Linked DNA regions of Mus musculus: region 2 is linked to region 1. Evidence: chromatin contacts called from public Hi-C data. All regions are on one chromosome and are shown on one strand. Each heading gives the region's core, a stretch centred on a gene start, on an enhancer-like site or on the middle of the called end of the contact. The rest is flanking DNA. Distances are from core to core; before and after follow the strand shown. Region 1 overlaps Mff (mitochondrial fission factor). Region 2 holds the start of Agfg1 (ArfGAP with FG repeats 1).

What was found. Hi-C and Micro-C count contacts between places; a contact is called where the count stands out from the background.
Region 2: a Hi-C map of rod photoreceptor shows a contact between it and region 1, with 1.7 times the contacts expected there. The contact joins the promoter of Agfg1 here to the enhancer-like site in region 1. A contact is called at or near these places in 4 of 39 promoter capture datasets (the 3T3-L1 cell line, fetal liver, hippocampal neurons and 1 more), 3 of 484 Hi-C or Micro-C datasets (cortical neurons, rod photoreceptor and uterus) and 3 of 9 other capture datasets (adipose tissue, liver and pancreatic islet).

The regions. Positions count from the first base shown.
Region 1 is chr1:82,745,242-82,747,941 of GRCm38.p6, forward strand. Mff (mitochondrial fission factor) reads left to right here. Exons shown (of 9, transcript NM_029409.3): 7 at 1,842-1,901. Among named protein-coding and RNA genes, the nearest start is that of Gm39668, 4.6 kb to the left of the region's middle. Within about 2 kb of position 1,385, at least 4 of the 459 cell types and tissues checked have an H3K27ac peak or open chromatin away from gene starts, as enhancers often do. A contact at or near this core is called in rod photoreceptor, where this site is marked.
Region 2 is chr1:82,838,140-82,840,978 of GRCm38.p6, forward strand. It overlaps Agfg1 (ArfGAP with FG repeats 1), which reads left to right and starts at 1,321. Exons shown (of 13, transcript NM_001368850.1): 1 at 1,321-1,750. The coding sequence starts at 1,584.

The sequences.
Region 1 (2,700 bases), core at 135-2,634:
CTGTAATAGTTGATAATTTTGTAGAAAAGAATTGCATTCCTTTAATTTAGATCATTTACTTAATCAGAAATGTCAGTATACAAATTAAATTGTATAGCCTTAAAAAAAAATTGGGTAGCCTTAGATTTTCTTCCCTTGTGATTCTAATTACAAGATACACTATTGAACAATTTCTTTTAACATTGAATCACTCTTATGGTAGAAACTGGTGCTTGAATGAAGTTTCTAATTTTTCCAAATATCTGTCTAATTTACTTTTATATTATATGTATCAATTGCCAGTGTGAGAAGACAAAATGAGATACGTTATGAAAGGTAACTGTATTGTTTTCTCGCTCTGCATTTGTAAAGGAAATCTCTGTGGTGGAGTACAGTCAATATGACAGATCATTTTGGCCCTATTAAGACATACTTTTAAAAAAACTTGAAGCACACAGAAATGGCTTCATTTCATTGGCCATTCTTATATTTTTATAACTTAACTGCAGTGTAATAGTTTTCCTTATTTCGCAAACTAGACATTAGTAAGACTTTAAAACCTATCTTAAAAAAGATATGCAATTCATCCATGGTCTATAGCAAGCAGGATGAGCCAAGCCTTTCTCCCCCTCGGGTTTCTTAATCCCTTGTATTCTGGGCTCCAGAAATATCCCGAAGTAATGGTAGTCACTCCAGAGCATATAGAAACTCAATGTTAAATGTTTCCTTTATTAACTGAGTTGGTTTGTTTTGAAGTCATTTTAGATTTGTAAATTAGGTGAAGTGCTTGATTAGGAGTGAACAGGCCCTCGCTTTGATCCCCGGCACCACAGGAAGTAGGGTTATAGAGGCGGGAGGGTCAGAACTGCCCGAGGCTTCCTCAGTTCCACAGAACTTAAGACCAAACTGTGCTAAATTTGACCTTGTGTCAAAAAAGAAAAAGAAGAAGAAAAAGAAAGAATTAAAAACAGAAAGGAAAATAGTTTATATTCTACAGCTGTAACTATGTCAGAAAGAGACAGGAATGTGTTTCTAGATCCTGTGATGATTGTCATTATACTTAGATTGAGGCAACCTGATCAGGTACTTAGAGAATATCCCTAATCCATGGACCTTCTCATCTTTCTGATTAGTAAACATTGATTTAGAATCTGTTGATTTTTAGCAAATTTAATTGGAAGGGTTCCAGCTGACTCAGGTAGAGCTGATGTCCTCTCTCAGCAGTGCGTGTACTGAGACGAAATGACGAGCCCCACAAAGTTTTCCAGTGCACCTTGGCCCTCATGCAGCAGCCCTGTATGTCACTCCTGGTTGTCTCAGGCTCCACACACGCACTCACAGAGTGACTGCATGTCTGTAGTCTCACCATCTGTTTGCAGCTCAGTGTTGGGATGAGACACAGCTGCTTTAAGACATTAAAGCTTATCTGACTAATCAGATTAATGAAGCTAGAGGGAAGGGATTGTGGGCAGTGGGTATTCCTTTAAATGCCTAGTTTATATTTATGAGCAACCATGATCATGCAGGTGCTACTAACAGGTCTGGATATGCTGTTAAAGTTGCTAGTGGTTTTATTTTTCAATTGGAAAAGAGGAATTACATTTTTTAAATAGCACCATATAGATATGTTGGTGCTATTCCGTCATGTTTTTCTCTCTTTTTAAAATTATGAAGTGTTAAAATTATTTAAAATGGGGAAGACATAAGAAAATAAGGATTTTCAAAGCATTTGAGGGATATTATATTGTACTAAAGCATACAATATAATCCTATCTGACATTTATTTGTCTTGTTTTTGCTTTATTTTCGTATTTCTCTGTTTCCTGATTCTGTCTTGTGTCTTCTGCAAAAACCTGCCCTAGACCTGTGTTGCGTGGTGGGTCAGCTGCCGCCACTTCTAATCCTCATCATGACAACGTCAGGTAACTTTGGAGACTTTGATTACCAAAGAACACGCAGACTTGATGGAGCTTGTATTGTGCAGGACATCATGATGCATGTCATAGCCGTGATTATATTTATGTATACGACTTAGGCCTCTGTAGCTTTCCCTTAGAAGAAATGATGTGCTTTGCTAAGAACAGGGATGATAATTAGTCCTGACATAAATCCACCAAAGTATGAGAACATTGTATAATAATAAAAATTATGCTTGGGTATTGTGGCACATGACTTTAATCCTAGCACTGAAGAGACAGAAACAGGTGGATCGCTAAGATTTTTGAAGCCAGCCTGATCTACATAGTGAGTTCCAGACTAGCCAGAGCTACCCCGTCTCAATACACCCCACCCCACCCCACCCCACCCCAAAAAAAAAAAAAAAAAACAAAACAAAACTGCTGTGGTGTGGTAAGAGCATCCAGTATACTTTATAGCAGTATTTTAGTAGCTTTATAGAGGATCATGCTAAAACAAAGTATAGAGTCTTAAATCTTGTTTATGTCCATTAACTATTTTTTTATCACCTGTTGATTTGAGCCTTTGCTCTTGTATTTGCCCTTTTCATACTATCAGATATGCTTAGAGAATTGTGCTAACTGTCCCAGCAGGATTTAAATTGGCAGCCTTGTTTCTCTTCTTCAGAAGAGGCAGACACATTCTTAAGTAAGAGAAAAGGGAGCCACCCATTTCTTGTTAATCTTATCCATGTTGCATTGGTGGCCCTGAACACTGCTTACTCGTTTCTTCTGCATCTTCATTTAGTCCACACTAGTTTCCCTT
Region 2 (2,839 bases), core at 71-2,570, 93 kb after region 1:
CTGTAGTTACATGAGAGGGAGGGGAGGAAAGAAAAGGAGAGATGAGAGAGAGAGAGAGAGAGAGAGAGAGAGAGAGAGAGAGAGAGAGAGAGGGAGGGGGAGGGAGGGGGGAAGGAAAAGGGGGAGAGGAAGAGGGAGTTTTTACTTTTCTTGGGCTAGGGATAAAACCAGGGCCTGCCTATACATAGTAACCACTCTGCCTTTGAGCTACAGTCTCAGTCCTGAAATATATATATATATATATTAGTAATAAGTGGGTTTATTTTAAGATAAATATGATATTGGGCAAGGGGATCAATAAAGCAAGAAGAGACATGAGCTGATAGTTGTTGAAGATGAACTCTGGATCCTAGGGATAGTTAAATTTCTCATGTAGGAAACAGTTCAGAAACACTAGCCATCCTATCTGCCCCCCTTTAATAATAATGCCATTTACTATTATAATAATGTTAAGTTAACCCGATGGTTCCCCGGGGCTGACTCAGCATTTTCAGCTAGGAAACTTGAATTCTCCTCTTGTGAAAACTACTCCATTTGCAGTGGGGGCTGGGACAGTATTCGGTAACTCAGTTTTTGAGCCTCCCCACACTCCTTTGAGAAATGAAGGTACAGATGGTTTCTCATACCTTACCGCAGGAGTTCTCTACCTTCCTAATGCTGCTGCGACCCTTTAATACAGTTCCTCACGTTGTGGTGACCCCCCACCACAAAATTATTTCCATTGGTACTCCATACCTGTAATTTTGCTACTGTTATGAATAGTAATGTAAATTGTGTTCCCCGATGGTCTTAGGTGACCCCTCTGAGAGGGTTGTTCAACACCCCCACCCCCACCCGAACCAGTGTCTTAGGGGCTAGCAGTGATTTCCTGCAGCCTCAAAAGGTGGGTGTTGCAGTTGGACTATGTTGGAACTCTGGCTTCGGCAGGTAAATACCGTCGTAAATTTATCCCAGTGCACCATACAAATTTAAGTCTAGAGTAGCGGAGTGAATGGGGATGACTTGGAAGAAGGCGACTAGGCTAGATTCTGTAAGGGAAGAATTTGGAGTGTCTCCTAAAGCAGCGGGAAGCTGCCGGGAACATTTCTGCCTGGAGGAAGATAGCCTGCTTACACGAAGCTCTTTGCACGTACAGGCACCCAGCGGATAAGGGCTGTAATTTATTGACACCATTGTGTCTTCTCTACCCCGCCCAGCTCCGACCCTTGCCGCAGCGTGGCCGCAGTGACTCCTCCCGGCCAGCAGAGGGCGCCAGCCTGCACTTGGCCCCCGGCTGCCCGAGGCCGGTCTCCTCTTGCCGCTCCCCCCGCCCCCCACCTCGTCTTTCCCCCTTAGGAGAAGTCGGGAAGGTGGCAGCGGCGGCGGTGGCGGTTGTCCCGCCCGGCCGGTTGGTGTGACCGGTCGGCGCGTGCTGCGCAGCTTCCTCGCCTTGTCCTGCCCGGCGGAGCCGAGCGGAGGCCGAGACCGGAGTCCGCGAGGGCGGAGGCGGCGGCGGCCAGGGCGGCCCGTGGGAAGGGAGCGCGGGGCCCCGGCAGCGCCGCCGGCTCCCGGCCCTGCCGGCCTCCTCGGTCGGAGCCGCGGCCATGGCGGCCAGCGCGAAGCGGAAGCAGGAGGAGAAGCACCTGAAGATGCTGCGGGACATGACGGGGCTGCCGCACAACCGCAAGTGTTTCGACTGCGACCAGCGCGGCCCCACCTACGTGAACATGACGGTCGGCTCGTTCGTGTGCACCTCCTGCTCCGGCAGCCTGTGAGTGCGGACGGGGGTCGTGGGTACCGGGCCGTGGCGGCGGGGCCCGTTGGGGATGCGGCCAGCCTAGGCCTTGGGGGCCGGAGATGCTCTTGCTCTTTGGCCGGGCGAGGGTCCAGCCTTGGGGTGGCCGGCGTGGGTGGGGCGTGGGTGGGGTCGGGGTCAGCCAGCGGCCGGCCCGGCGGAGCATCCCGGCTTCCCGCCGCTCAGCGGGCGTGGCCGCGCCTCGGGGGGCGCAGGCGGGGAGCATCCCCGGGAGGGCGGTGCGGGGCCTTTGTGCGACCCGCAGCTCCGTGGTTGGGGGGCCCGGCCTCTGCTCGGTGCCGCGGAGCTGGTGGGGAGGGTGAGAGCAGGGACGCAGAAAGCTGGGGATCTTCCTCCGGTCCACAGCACTCAGGTAGCTGGGGCGTGTTGGGGGCGGGCGGGGGGCGTTAATAGGTCTTGATGGCTGAGGTGTGAATCCCAGGAGAAAAGTTCTCCCTAGAGGATTAATTACGTGAGGCGGGGAGGCAGCAAAAGCACGAGGGTTGTGGCTGCATGGCTCCAAGTGTCCTCAGTTGGGGAAAGTTTTACTGGAAAAGGGTAATCAGGAGTTGTGCGCTTCAAAATAAGGATGGAGCTCGATGAGATTTCTGTATCAGAACCCAAGTGTCCTATCTGTCTGGAGAAATGGGGACTGGGAAGACAATATTGAGAAAGGAGATGGAGGTGACCGCCTGAAATTACTCAGATGGCATGTCTAGGCCTCTCTGTTTAAGCTGTGTTGTGATGGGAATTTTTGTTCTTGTGAAATTTCACTTGGAAAGGTTGCAGGTGACTCTGGAACTGATTAGATGCAATTATTTTCTGGTTATCTTGAATTCAATGCATTTTTAATGATCTGGTAGTTAATATTCCTTGGGTCTTAAAAAATATTACCGTGCATGTCGCAGTGTGGGGACACGTGTGCATGTTTTGTATACCTGGGTTCACTTTTACAGGCTGAACCTTTTCCTGGGCCCTCCCAAAATTTTTTATTATATTAATAGCAATGTACATAACACGTAGGAAATTTTGTAAAAAGTTGAAGGATGTTGACATGGCCAATAA